Regions from separate parts of the Mus musculus genome. Here regions 2, 3, 4 and 5 are each linked to region 1. Evidence: chromatin contacts called from public Hi-C and promoter capture Hi-C data. All regions are on one chromosome and are shown on one strand. Each heading gives the region's core, a stretch centred on a gene start, on an enhancer-like site or on the middle of the called end of the contact. The rest is flanking DNA. Distances are from core to core; before and after follow the strand shown. Region 1 holds the start of Wars2 (tryptophanyl tRNA synthetase 2 (mitochondrial)). Region 2 overlaps Spag17 (sperm associated antigen 17). Region 3 overlaps Spag17 (sperm associated antigen 17). Region 4 has its middle 6.5 kb from the start of Gm31420. Region 5 holds the start of Phgdh (3-phosphoglycerate dehydrogenase).

What was found. Promoter capture Hi-C pulls out the DNA fragments that hold promoters and counts their contacts. A called contact is a pair of places that touch in the nucleus more often than the background predicts.
Region 2: a promoter capture Hi-C map of hippocampal neurons shows a contact between it and region 1, with 5 times the contacts expected there. The contact joins the enhancer-like site here to the promoter of Wars2 in region 1. A contact is called at or near these places in 12 of 39 promoter capture datasets (the 3T3-L1 cell line, 3T3-L1-derived adipocytes, cranial neural crest and 7 more), 6 of 484 Hi-C or Micro-C datasets (cerebellar granule neurons, cerebral cortex, cortical neurons and 3 more) and 6 of 115 datasets of contacts at active chromatin or transcription factors (astrocytes, differentiating embryonic stem cells, embryonic limb bud and 3 more).
Region 3: a contact with region 1 is called in a promoter capture Hi-C map of second pharyngeal arch cranial neural crest, with 4 times the contacts expected there. The contact joins the enhancer-like site here to the promoter of Wars2 in region 1. A contact is called at or near these places in 5 of 39 promoter capture datasets (cranial neural crest, embryonic stem cells, frontonasal cranial neural crest and 2 more) and 5 of 115 datasets of contacts at active chromatin or transcription factors (cardiomyocytes, embryonic limb bud, large pre-B cells and 1 more).
Region 4: a Hi-C map of CD8 T cells shows a contact between it and region 1, with 4 times the contacts expected there. The contact joins the enhancer-like site here to the promoter of Wars2 in region 1. A contact is called at or near these places in 1 of 39 promoter capture datasets (pre-B cells), 4 of 484 Hi-C or Micro-C datasets (B cells, CD4 T cells and CD8 T cells) and 1 of 115 datasets of contacts at active chromatin or transcription factors (astrocytes).
Region 5: a contact with region 1 is called in a promoter capture Hi-C map of pre-B cells, with 3 times the contacts expected there. The contact joins the promoter of Phgdh here to the promoter of Wars2 in region 1. A contact is called at or near these places in 2 of 39 promoter capture datasets (the C10 cell line and pre-B cells), 3 of 484 Hi-C or Micro-C datasets (B cells and CD4 T cells) and 1 of 115 datasets of contacts at active chromatin or transcription factors (astrocytes).

Annotation. Positions count from the first base shown.
Region 1 is chr3:99,139,832-99,142,531 of GRCm38.p6, forward strand. Wars2 (tryptophanyl tRNA synthetase 2 (mitochondrial)) reads left to right here and starts at 1,259. Exons shown (of 6, transcript NM_027462.4): 1 at 1,259-1,357. The coding sequence starts at 1,268.
Region 2 is chr3:99,929,518-99,932,217 of GRCm38.p6, forward strand. The region is part of intron 1 of Spag17 (sperm associated antigen 17); the gene reads left to right. Among named protein-coding and RNA genes, the nearest start is that of Spag17, 45 kb to the left of the region's middle. Within about 2 kb of position 1,419, at least 12 of the 459 cell types and tissues checked have an H3K27ac peak or open chromatin away from gene starts, as enhancers often do.
Region 3 is chr3:99,964,412-99,967,111 of GRCm38.p6, forward strand. Spag17 (sperm associated antigen 17) reads left to right here. Exons shown (of 49, transcript NM_028892.4): 4 at 2,683-2,700. Among named protein-coding and RNA genes, the nearest start is that of Spag17, 80 kb to the left of the region's middle. Within about 2 kb of position 1,425, at least 11 of the 459 cell types and tissues checked have an H3K27ac peak or open chromatin away from gene starts, as enhancers often do. A contact at or near this core is called in embryonic limb bud and second pharyngeal arch cranial neural crest, where this site is marked.
Region 4 is chr3:98,356,073-98,358,772 of GRCm38.p6, forward strand. No RefSeq gene overlaps it. Among named protein-coding and RNA genes, the nearest start is that of Gm31420, 6.5 kb to the left of the region's middle. Within about 2 kb of position 1,254, at least 33 of the 459 cell types and tissues checked have an H3K27ac peak or open chromatin away from gene starts, as enhancers often do. A contact at or near this core is called in CD8 T cells, where this site is marked.
Region 5 is chr3:98,338,670-98,341,369 of GRCm38.p6, forward strand. Phgdh (3-phosphoglycerate dehydrogenase) reads right to left here and starts at 1,300. Exons shown (of 12, transcript NM_016966.3): 1 at 1,026-1,300. The coding sequence starts at 1,163.

The DNA of each region.
Region 1 (2,700 bases), core at 9-2,508:
TGCTGAGGGCGGAACCATGGCTTCTTCAGCTTTCTCCACCTCATACCTGTAATTCCTTCCCTGCTCACTTCCAGTTACTCTGGAACAATTGCATGCTTCTAAGATTTTATTGTATGACTGGAGTTTTATCTTACTTTAGATTTCAACTCCTCGGGAGTACAGGCATCTCAAATACAGCTTACTGCCTATGAATCTTTGATAATTTCCAGTATGTGTTTCTTAGACTAATATAACCAATGCAATGGGATTGTGTCAAATCTGCTCTTTATATTTTTTACTGATTTTTAATCTGAGAGTTTTCAGTTCACTGAGAGAAGTCATCATCTTTACACAAAACATCTTCCATCAAGCATCACTGGTGTCATTGTTACTGAACCTCCGCGGAGCACTGCAGCTCTAAGCATTGTCCACTCTGAACTTGGTACTTGCTTCTATATCACCTCGTCAGTATGCATAATTCATTCTCTGAACCCATGAGACCCCACACTTCCGGAAGGCAAGGTACACACATATCCATCAGTGTTTCACTCAGGGCACTAGAGTAAAGTTGCAGACCCGATGACCAGCATGTAGGTCTCAAAAAGTCATTTATGGTCCTCTAAGAGAAGCAGGCTTCATTCTTAAGAGACACGAATGGAAAGCTGCATCTGGAAGCTTGATTAAAAAACAAACAAACAAACAAAAAACTACATGACTTTTTCCTGTAAGAAATAAGTCAATGGAGGGAAAATGAAATAAACCCAGTTCAACTTCAAAACTGTGAGAGCTGACGTTTATTGGTCTAAGGTTCAGTATCAATGAACACAGGATAGCAAGTCATGTAGTTTTGTATTAGAGAGCAGGTGGTGAGACATGGCTTTGCCAGAATCATTGACTGCTTTTCTTCGGAACTGCAGGGTGAGAAATTACCTATTTTTTTCCACCTTTGGTCTCCAAGGAAATCCGAAGGTGCTAGGATTCCAGGAGCCGTGGGTCTGTTTTTAGCCTTCGTTTAGGGTGGGTGATTTCCTTTACTTCCACGTCTAAAGAGCAACAACTCATTTCTTGAGTCTCCCTCAAGGAAGCTGGCACAAAGGAGAAGATGGTCGGGAAAACACTAAAGCCTAGGGCCACCTATTCCAAGGCGCACCTGCGCTGCAAACTTAGGAAACATCGGTACTGAGCTACTTTGGCCAGCGGCAGCCCAGAGGACAGGCGCATGCGTAGTAAGCACAACTCGGCTCGCCCGCAGACGTCATTCCGGGCCGGCGGCCCCGCCCTTCTCAAGATGGCGCTGTTCTCTGTGCGGAAGGCCCGTGAGTGCTGGCGCTTCATCCGGGCACTTCACAAAGGACCCGCAGCAACTCTGGCTCCCCAGGTAACCCGAGCCGGTCTTCTGCTTTAGGTCTCCGATCCTGCGAGCGCCTTCCCGCTCCCCTTCCCTTCCGCCACTTATTTCTCCCTTCCTGCTTCCTGTAAAGAGCCCTCCACACTTTCTCTCCGAGGTCCACTAGCCTATGACTGTCCCCAACTCAGACCACAGCGACGTTGCACACATGTGACCGCAGGAGGTGCTGCTGCTGGAAAGCACACGCCGCCGGGCCGCGTGGCCAGTGTTGCCTGGCAACGCAGGAAGCCATCTCCTGAAAGAGTGTGACGTTATCAGAAACTTAGTTGCTCTGCGATCGATCGTTCTCTTGCGCACCGTTCTGTTACGTTTTTAGCCTCCTCCCCCTTACAACTTCCCGGGGTGCAGCGGAGAAATCAGAAAAGTTTTCTTAGAATTGGGTTGTTTAGGTTAGTGCAGTAGCTAGCGTGTGGAACGCGAGCAAGAATCGGTGCTCGGTGATCCTTAGGCGCCTGCATCTACCAGGCCCTGTAACCAACAGCAACAAGCTGCCGAGGTACTTCATAGTGTTGCTTGCCTGGCAGCACTGCGATTACCACGACTGAGCTGATGAGCATGATATATTATGTCGAGCCCCGCCACATTTGCATTTTATCCTCAGAGCCAAAAGGTGTTGGGGAATTTGCTTTGTTCTGACAAGCACAAAACATCCCAGAATATATCAGTTTGACATAGATGATCTCGGAAGTCTTGTCTGAGAGCGGGAAGGAAACTTGAACTTCTGTGATGAAGTAATTTTTACACATTGCATATTCATAGCCATTAATGCACAGATATGACATGAGGGTGTCATGTTGTAACTGATGTATTATTGGAAAGCTTTCTGGCCTGGTCCTAAAAGTTCCTGGCTTTTTCTAACATTTGCTAGCTGTGTTACAGAACCAGTTGTAATCCTCTGGGCAGATGGAATAGAGGGAGAATTGGAGTGATTGGCATGTTGATGTACTTCCAAGACTGGAAAGCTTATGGGTTCATGACTATGAAGGTAAAACATAGCCAGCAAGAGTAGATGAAACTAGCATGTAATATTATATTTTGAATCATCCCACAAGTTACTCATTCTCTGAACTTACTTTTTTTTTCTTTAATGTAAACTTCACAAGATTCTTTACGAATAAAAGACACAATACTAGAAATTCAGCAAACAACTATTCAAATGTTACTTTACATTTTAAGAAACAGTGTTAGTTAAGAATTGATTCCGGCTTTAATCATCAAATGTTGTTTTTCTTGAGGTTTGGGAATTTCATTTTTTGGAATCTGATAGGCATATTAATGTGTATACAACCAAGAATATCTAGGACAGATTACTG
Region 2 (2,700 bases), core at 169-2,668, 790 kb after region 1:
ATAAATGGAGCCCATGTACCTGTGTAATTGGAGAAAATTAACAGCCATAAGCAGATCTAGGGCTTGAGATTTATCATGATCATTGACTGGGTCTGCCTTGTGACATGGGCTATAAATGAGGCTCGTGTTGTAAAGGAGATGTGTGAGTTATGCGGGTGTGAGGATGGAGGAATGAGCCAGAAACAGTTCCAATGATTGGAACTGCTTCTGCTAAGGCCATGGGTGACCTGATTGCCCTGCCTGTGTGTGTCCCCCCACTCCTCCACCTTCAACCCTGCCTTGCCTCATGCTCAGCTTGCTTCTTTTAATCTCTCCTAGAAGAGTCCTTAAAAAGGATAGTTGAGCTGAACCCTGAAAAACTCTCAAGCACTCTTAGAAGAGAGGGCTTAAGGATTTCATTAGGCACCCAAACATCTTGCCAACCACCACCGAGACTGGTGGGAGGGGCTGGACTCCCACCGAGATTGATTGATCTTGACTGTCAATTTCGAGTCCTATCCCAGTTTCCCCACTTAAAGAAAAATCTGCCTCTTGATTACCTCCTCAAACCCTGGATCCCACACAGATGGAGAAGAAAAGATGGCCACCTAGAACAGCTCCGAGGAGGAACAGAGAATCCTAGTTCCCCTGATAAATTGGCCAAACAAGGGATTAGGCTAAGCCGATGAGATACATGCATTGCTTGCTTACTTGCAAACTGCTGTCTTAGTTATATGCTTATGTATTCTCTGTGGTTTATTCCATCAGCCGCATTTAGTAAGGGCTTGTTGAACTAAAGGGTTAACTCAATTTTTGTTGAATGGAGGCAAGAAACCAACTCAGTGACCCCAGGGGCCTCTTTGTTATTGCCTAAGATAGGTCACCATACATTTTCTTATATACCCATAGGGAAGTTAGAGATACCCCATCGGTCCCCATTTCTTTGGTAAAAATTCAACATTCCAGATGTTCTGGAACTGCCCTTGGCTCTTCTGTCTCACATTGTAATCTGGAGACCCATATTTTTAGATCTACAAACAGAATTCATAAATAGGCAAAGCATTTCTGTCCTGCTCACAAAACAGTAGGGACTGCAGATTTGTCTTCAAAATATTGTCATCTGCTGGAGATTTCATTGAATTGGATATAATATGATAGACTTTGTGACCAGAGTAGTCTTGGATCCTTGGGTTTGTCAGAAGTAACCTGGGGTATTGTATCCTCATTCAGACAGATGGAGGAATTAACTATGATCAGTGTTCTTGTAGCAAATCACAAGCTGGAGTGTCGGGGAGACCCTTGAACTAACTGCAAGAACATGGATTTTCCATGACCATTAACTAAGTAGCAGCTACAAGGACAGCCGCAGCATTTGTTTTGCTTCCTCTGGGTAAGCCTCCTGTGAAAGCACAGAATATGATACAAAGCTTAGTGGATAGGTAACATTTCAGATGAGGTTGGAGGCTGGATGAGTGGAGGAAAGAGCTACACTGGGTACAATTGCATCTTGGGAATCTGTCAGAAGTTTTAACGTGGAAGGTAGTGACTCAACCGTGAGGGGATCTGAGAGAAGGAGAAGGAGGCGCAGTGCCCGAGGAAGTAGTTGATGAAAGAGCATCGCTTTCAATGTGTGCTGATGAAAAGAGAGCCCTTTCTTTAGGGTGAGTCCCTGATTCCAATTTTACATTTGTGGAGCAATTAGTAGGGCTCTGCTTGGCCCTCCCCGGTCCTGTCTGGTAGAAGAATGTCTCTGATATGTAATATTTGTTGTTTGAAAAGCCAAAGAAACGTGTTTCTTTTTCTGAGCCTGCCTTACTTTTTATGTTCTGAAGTTCACTTTGGACCTCGGATTTTGCTCCAAGCAATAAAACTGGTTGGAGAGCGCCAGCATAATGGAGCTGTAATTGTAGCCAACTGGTGGGGGCGGGGAGAGTTAAGGTGTGTCGTGGTTTCTGTGGTTTCTCTGCAGAGTAGAATTCCCTGCAAAGCTTTTCCATGTGGTGTTTTAATAGCTGCCTTAAAACTCTCTGATGCATGGAGCAAAACTGAATTAGACTCATGTGCTAGATCGCTGGGATGGGCCAAGGACTCTGAAAAATGAAACAAAACAAAAACAAAAACACAACAAAACAACAACAACCAATCAACCAGCCTAAGCCAGAGGCTAAATCTCCCAAAGAAGATCCTAAGGATGTGTCTGAAGTTAGAACCACAGAAGCAAGCATCTCCTCTAGCCCATGTTTGCAGAACTTTCTTTGGAAAGCCAGCAACTTCCATTGTAGGTACTGATCAGATCCTTCTGTACAGTACTCAATAATGTACAAAATGAGGCTACATTATTTGTCCATCAGAGTCCCGCACCTTCCTTTGAAGGTTGCATTATTGTGTCTACTATTTTTTTTTTCAGAATGAGGAAACAGAGCCTTAAAGATTAGCACAAGGCCATTTGGGTAAAAGACTGCAAGGCAGAACTGGATACCTCTTGAGCAATGTGCCCTTCCCTTCTGGCAGCACCTCACTAATTTTAGAGATCATGTTTAACATTTATGAAGACAAGAGAAAGCAGCCAGCCAATGAGTGCACACACAGTACAGCTATTTGTAGGCTGCTGAGTTCTCATTGCTGAGAATCAGACATTCACAACTTTGTCGAGACATAAAAGGGGCTCACTCTCTCTCTCTAACTCAGATCTCAGTGTTCATTCCACAGTGCCAAGAGCAG
Region 3 (2,700 bases), core at 175-2,674, 820 kb after region 1:
TTTTCAGTTTTTAATTCCTTAAAAGGAATCCTTCACACAAAGGTCCTCTGAGGACTCTTCATCTGAAGCCAAACCTGGCTTCTGACTTTGCGAGTAACGATGTGAAAGCAAGAAACCGCTGGTGGAAACTCACGTGTACAGACCTTCCTTTGCTGCTTCGACAGGGGTTGGCCCATGTGCCACAAGCAAAGGTTCAGTCTCAAGTTTTAAATTGGCACAGACTTGTTATCTTTAATTTTGTTAATTATTCTAAGGTCATTCCAAACAGCCATGTCTGGAATCACATCACTTCAGAGAAGGCCTAGAAGGAAGGTGTTCCCATCGCTGAGGCTGCCACTGGTGTGCAGAGCTGTCTGTGGGCACCTGTAGCACTGAGTGGTTTCCTCATGGACCATTAGCGCCAGCCTAGAGGAGGCATTCCACGGGCCTGCATCACCTTCTACTCTACCCGCTTTGCATCCACAGATCATGGAGTCAGTGTCCCATCACCCATCTCTCCACATCAAAAGTAGGACATCACTAAAACTTTGATGCCATGCCAGGTTTTTATTGAGCCCCAGAACTCTAGAGTTTTCAGATTCGCAAACTAACTTTTACAGCCTGTAAAACTTTCTCTCTGCAAACTTTTGGTTGTGCTTCTAGTACATTTGAACCCAGTGAGAGTCCATGGACTCCTGGAATCAAGAGGCTACAAAGCATGAGCTGCTACATCCAATCCATTACCGTAACACTAGGCAGATTTCACCCAAACCTCTCTGGGCGCAGGTGAGAATCCTGTCTTCACAGATCACCAGGGAAAAGACTATACTGCCAACCTAGGTAGCCCAGTCCATCACCAGCTCCTTTCAACACTGACATGATCTTTGTACTCCATAGGAATGAATGTTTCATACCAGGCTGCTATGAGCTTTAGAACCCCAAATTTGAATATTTGGTACCAAACGTCACAAAGCAGCTTGATTGTTAGCACATTATTCAGCCACTATTGAAAAATGGCATTTCAAACCAAATATTGACACCCACACCTTGGGCTGGATCCACCTTCATTTCCTAATAAGTTCCTGGGTAGCAATCTCCTTAGGATCCCAGGACATCCTGCATCTGATCATTGATAAATGGAGAGTCCATTTTCTTGGTCCTTAAAATCACAGCTATCATTCCCTTTCCATATTGTGTGCCAGCAGGACAGAGCCTGCCATGAGAGGTAAGCACTGTGCCCCTGGGGAGTACTCCTCTCCCTCCCCCCACCTCTGTCTCTCACACACATGCACACACACAAACACAGACACAGACATGCTCACACGTGCATAAACACACACACACATGCACACAGCTTTTGGTTTCTGGTTTGCTGCTTTGTTGTTTGGAAAGGAAAGCTTTAAAGACATCCTCTCCCTGGGTTTCTCATTGTGCAATGCAGAGCAGGGACCTCTATAGTCTCTACAAGGTCCAATTACATTGTTGGCACTTGAAGATCCACAGGGCCTTCTCCAGCTCAAAGCAAAATATGCACCTCCCTTTCTTTAAACGATTTCCCTTGGCAAAGGGGAAAGTCAAAGAGACTGGACTAGTCATGGAAACCCTGACCCAGGAACTAATGTGAGCTTCAGACAAGACACAGCCCCAGAGAAGCAGTGCACACGGTCATTGTCTGAGATCGAGGGCCTGAAATTGACACCATATGTACCCAAGGAGCGATTGCTCCAAGGGGTGGGGAGAGAAAAGCCATATGTCAGAACATTGTGGCAACACCTAATTCATCCTGAGGTTATAAATAAATATGATGCTCCTTTTTTTTAAAAAAGCAAAGGTTGAAAAATCTTTAACTAGATTGCTTCTGTGACCATCCTTCAGGCAGAAGTGGACTTTATTAGAGAGATAACAGGAATAAAGAGAAACATGTAACAACTTTTATGGTATATTTTACATGATTTTTTTTTGCAGTAAATAAAGTGGTTATAGGGCTCCAAGGAAAAGAGCCCAGATGTTAGAGAGTTGTGTGAAATTTAGGGGAAACAAGCTGTAAAAAACACAGCCATAAAATAGGCTGTCAGTGCCACACATCTGGACAATACAGCTGTATGTTCCTAGTGCCTGTCGTCACCCAAAGAAAACTCAATAACCTTATTTCACCCCAATTAGTCCACATACCAACAGGATCAACATTAAGCAGCCAGGGATGGGGGCGGGGGGATGCAGTGCAGCATTTATATGGTGGCCCTGTGTCAAGCAGTTTTATCTTTCACCTGAATTTGGTCACCATGAAAAAAGGGACTGCCAACATAGTCATTTTCACTATTATAAAACTCGATTCAATTCTAACATCCTAATAAGTCAAAGACTGACAGTTTGGACTGCCAGCTACTCCAAACAACATCAGACTCTCTATAGCACGAAAGCTACCTGTCATGAAGCAGACTGTGTCCACTAAGTACAGTCCTGGGAGTCTGACACCACTGTACAAAGTGTTCACCACCTTGCTGAAGACGGAGCTGGTAATGAAATGACCCAGCCTTGATGGTCCTGGACACATTTCCCATCTACGAGTTTGTCTGGTAACAGCCTGTCTTTCCATTAAGACAAATATCACAAAGCATCAAGCATCCTGTCATCCTCTTATCACTGAGAGACCTGATCAAAGATTATACAGTGTTGTCTTTCCTAATAACTGTTTCTTTCTAGGTGTTCCTGGCAGCAAAG
Region 4 (2,700 bases), core at 4-2,503, 780 kb before region 1:
TTGATTAAATGTGTCTTTTCCCCCCATCATAATGGAGAGAGAGGCCATGATCCTAGTATGCTAGGAAGATGAGTGCTGGCTGAGGAAACCTGAGACAGGCAGTGGCACCTGTCAGGCCCTGGCTGTATGGACTGCAGGTGGAGGTGCATAGGCCCCTTGGAGAGCGAGCGTATGATGACCCCATGTGACCTGGATGCCCGATATTGAACTGCAGAATCTGGTGTTCACGCTGCTGGGTTTCAGTCTTTGTTTGATCCAGTGTTTCTTTTTTGCTATTTTCCTGCTCCTTCCTTTTGGGATGTGATTTTAAAAATTTGTTATTATTATAATTGTTGTTGTTATTATTATTATTATGGTGTGTGAGATATGTGTGAATATGCATGCATATACGGTGCACATGTGGCCAGGGGCCAGCTCTCAGGATCCACTCTCTCCTTCCATTTTTTACCGTGTGATCCAAGGATCCAACACAGGCCATCAGATTTGTGGGCAAATGTTATTATTCACTGGTATCTGATGGATGGCCTGTATGTGATCTTGTCTCCTCCTCCTCTTCCTCCTCCTCTTCCTTCTTCTTTGAAACTAAAATGTCCTTTCCTGAGGGAGGAGGGAGATTCATGGGTCCCATCTCCAAGGTTTTATAAGCAATAAACTTTTATGAGGAAGAGGAAAAAGGAGTCTTTGGTGACTGCCACACATTGAGCAGGAGCTCCAGGGATGTCACCACCTACTTTAGTGGTTGGGTTTTGGGTGACACAGCTCATTTTGAGTCATTGTTTATCTGGTCTGTCCATGCTATGGGGGTGGGGGTGGTGGTGTGAATTGATGTTTCTTTATGTCCCATTAGGAAAAATACTGTAACAACTACCACTTCTGGCTGCATTGCCTCAGCAAGTTTATTGAAGTCAGAATAGTTTTGATTCATTTAGACTGGGAGTCACATGACCATTCCTTGTTTCCCCCATAAAGACTAGAAAGTCAGTACCTTGTTCTCTTCCTCTTTTGTATTTAATTTCCTGTCAAAGCATAGGCTAACGTGGAAGATGCCATGTGTTTGTGATAGTCTGTTGCAATCCCTTCCTCACAGGGACACACTCTTTCTGGGTAGGTAACACAGCCTCCACTGGCTCCTTAGCGACAGCAGGGGAAGCACAACTACGACCTGGAGGTGTGTGATGACATACCATTTGGTGAAGTCAGCCATGTTGGGTTTGCCCCCTCAGACTGCTGGGCAGAGGCAATGAAACTTCTCCCAAACTCATCTGTATTCAGGAACCAAGGGCAACATGTCTTGGGGAGATGTAAACAAACCCTAGACAGGGCAGCAAGAATAGACCAAAGAAGCAACTGCATCCAAGTGTGGCTTGATGAGGCAGGAGGATTAGTGGACTGACTTACACAGCATGTGGCCCAGGCTGGCCTTGAACTCACTCAATAGAGGAAGATGACCTCGGACTCCCTCTGGGTCCTCCTGCTCCCACCTCCCAAGTGCTGGAATCACCTTGCTTGGCTTAGGAAATGTTCTCATATAAATGTTTTAGTTTCTTATTGTCTGATTTTGAATTTTAAAAAGTCAGATTTATTACTATCATTGTTTTTGTATGATGCGTGTACAGGCACATGCCTCACAGCATGTGTGTTTATTGTGGGAAATACCAAAAGAATCGGCAAGTTCCCGTGCTTTTCCCAGCTACTCTCAGTCCTGCCAGGCTGGTCGGCTTGTTCTTATCTCATGGAGACTCTTTAACTCAGAGCTCCAAAATCTCTCCATCCAGCTCACTAAGTTCCTTCAGGAGGGTCGCTGCCATACCAACCCAGTGCTTCAAAACCCCATGACCTTTGTGGTGTACCTCAGGCAAACCCACTCTTTGCCGCTGTACTTTTCTCTCTTGAACCCACATGAGGCACCCTGTGAAGGAAATGCAACACAAACTTAGTTCAGAAACAATGATAACTCAATCTCTGGGCACAACAACTGAAATCCTAACTTATTAAATCCAAATCCTCTGGTGGCGAATCCTAAAGGATTCACCGTTGAAACTGGGAGACACTCGTCATTACATCTTGTCCTCATGCTATCCCTATCTAAAAAGAGGTCCTACTCTCTCCTGCTTCCTCTCTTCCTCCATCCAACCTGGAAGTCCCTCCTAATCGCCCAGTGATGGGCTTCTTTATTCATTAGGGGATAAGTTCACAAGAACTCACTTGAGTACTTGACTCACTCCTTGTCTGCAACACCTCCCAGGAGAGTGGAATTAGCATCAACATATAAACAGCACCAGGCCTATCCACAACATGTGTGTGCGGAGGTCAGAAGACAACTCTTTTTGGAATCAGTTTTCTCCTTCCACCCTCACTTGGGTTCCAGGGATTGAACGTGTGTGGTAAGCACCTTCTCCTTCTCCTCCTTCTCCTTCTCCTTCTCCTTCTCCTTCTCCTTCTCCTTCTCCTTCTCCTTCTCCTTCTCCTTCTCCTTCTCCTTCTCCTTCTCCTTCTCCTTCTCCTTCTCCTCCTCCTCCTCCTCCTCCTCCTCCTCCTCCTCCTCCTCCTCCTCCTCCTCCTCCTTCTCCTTCTCCTTCTCCTTCTCCTCTCTTTCTCCTTCTTCTCCTTCTCCTCCACCTCCTTTTCCTCCCCCTCCTTCTTCTTTTGTCTATCTGTCTGTCTGTCTGTCTGTCTGTAGCTCAGGCTGTCCTGGCACTC
Region 5 (2,700 bases), core at 50-2,549, 800 kb before region 1:
GAAGGGTCTTGGGAGAAATAGACAAGCGAGCTCAGAGAGTTTCCAGGGTTGCAAGAACAACCCCGCTTGGTCTCTGCGGTTTGAGGCCTCAGCCTGAGCAGGAAGACTGGTACATTCCTCCTGGCTGCAGGCCCTAAGCGAGCACGTGGAACTTTGGGGGTGGGGCAGTACAGCTGGGACGAGACAGCATACCTGGATGGATTAGATCTACAGGAAGGGCAGGAACTGAAGTGCTCACAAAGCAGAAACCCCTTCCTTACGTCTGAACAAAGTCACCCGATTTACACAAGCTTTTCAAATAAGTGAAAGACTTTTAAGTTTTATAACGATTAGAGGTTTGCTCCGAAGACTTCGTAGAAGTAACCTGTCCCAACTGCGCTTGGAACAGGATTCTGATGTAGTGAAGTCGGGCCTGATCGGCAATGAAGCCAATGGTGGAGGTTGACTCCCGGCGGCGGCCGCGTGGGCGGCGCGGGGCTCCGGCTGCACCCCCGGGCCGCCCGGAATCCTGCGAGCGCTCCCCGGGGCGGGGGAAAGAGCGCCAAGGTCTTGCATCAGACAAAAGGCGGTGCGAGTCCGCTGCCACAAATGCCACGGGACCCGCAGGAGCAGAGCCAGCGCCCCGCGCCCCCTGCCCCCACCCCAGGAGTCTGCACTGAGCAGGGATGGTGTGCGTGTAGCACCCCGAGCCGGGAGCTCGCAGCCTGGGTCGCCAGGCACGAAAGCTCCAGAGAGGTTCTGGCATTCGAGAGAGGTTCTGGCATCCCGCAGGACCAGATGGAGCAGCTGCACTTTGCAGCGCCGGCAAGAAACACGCGGTAGCAAAAAGCACAAAAAGTTTGCATTCTGCACCTCCAGGCCATTCGTTCCTCTCTGCTTTTCCTCCCTCCCACTGCTGGTCCCGAATCTCCGGAGGCCCCGGGACCAACTGATAAGATAGGGGAGGACAGCCCTGGAACCACTGGGGTCAGCGGGTTTGGCCATAAAGATGCCCGGTGATTACGCTTGTGTCCGGCTCGCCTTACCTGGAGTTCAGCTATCAGCTCCTCCTTGCTCAAGTTCTGCTTCTCCACCACCTGCAGCCCTCCATCTTGCAGGATCTTCCGGCAGCAGGGGTCCAGGCTGTCACTGATGAGTACTTTGCGCAGATTTGCGAAGGCCATTGCTAGAGTCAGGCCTTAGAATCAGTTGCTGTGGGTGGGCAGAAGCACTTAGTTCAGGAAACTGCAAGCAGGGCTGGCTCCGGTGACTGGGCAGGGTTCTCGATCTCCCGCTCCCCCTTTATCCTCCCCCTCCTCGCGCCAACAGTCTCCTTTTGATTGGTCAGAAATGCTTAAACTCTGCTGACTCCGCCTCCCCGGGCAGAGCCTCCCACACATTTTTTTTTTTTTTTTTAAATCCTACACAGACTACACTTCCAGCAGTGAAGCCCTTACCTGCCCCGGGTGAGCTTTAACACGCACGATTTATGCCAGCAGGCTGATTTATATTGGAAATAAACAGAAATACGCTGTCTCCACGAGGGAATTAAATCTCATAGTAACTTCTTTCCTCTTAAAGACCATTTATTGGCTGGGTATTTATAACTCCTAGTTGAGCATAATTAGACTGAGTAAGGCCACGGGTTCGATTCTCAGCAACGCACACACACACACACACACACACACACACACACACACACACACACCGTTAGGAGATTAAGGAACAAGGTGTGTGTGTGTGTGTGTGTGTGTACATAAGAGTTGGTTCTTGCCTTCCACCAATCCCAGTGGGAGATGAGAGACAAGTCTGGGAAAGGCAAGGGCTTCTTATTCCTTACCCCCCAAAAGACTTTAAGATTAAATCTAGATACAGTAAGGGCCATGAATGAGGCTGGAGGACCACTTGAACCCAGGAGTTCCAGGTCAGCCCCAGATGGGAGTCAGGGAGGGGGAGAGAAGTACAAGGGTGGTAGTGGTTTTAGTCTTTAGAAGTTAGATGATTACTTTTTTTTTTTTTAGAAGGGATTAAATCTGTTAGGTAAATTCAGCCTTGATTATATTATATAAATAACACCCCTTACTATTATACCTCACAATCTTAACATCAAATGTAAGTAAGAGAGTCTCTTTCAGAACTATGTACTGACAAGTCCTCTGCCTGTGCTGTTACCTCCATCCACAAAACAGGAACCCTGGCCTTCTTGGAAGAACTGGGGAAGTAGTTCTGCCCTTTCCTCTAGACTTTCCTTCCTTTCCCTTCTCTGGCCCAGCCCCTTGGGAAAAGAGAGACTTCAGCAGCCACAGCAGGCCAGCTCGGATGCCCTTGGCTCTCCGGATAAGAGTAACAGTAACAGGGTTCATAGGGACCGGAGGAGAGCAGCCGACTTAATTTTCTATTTGGAGACCAGTGGTGAGCCCCAAACCTGCACAGTGAGAAGTAAAGCAGATAATTTTTCGGGTAGAATATCAATGATCCAGCGGGGGTTGATTTCCAGCTTCTTAAACAAACAAACAAAAAGAAGAAGAAGAAGAGGAAGAAGAAGAAGAAGAAGAAGAAACGGACTCTGAAAGTATCTCTCCAGGCTTTTGCTTTCTTCTCCGTAACGTGAGCCTGACAGTAGGGAAGTGTCCGATGTGGGGATGAGATAAGAAAGACATCTTGGGGATTAGTGTGCCCTGCACCCCTTCACTCTAAGCCAGTCAGCTGACATGTCAGGTG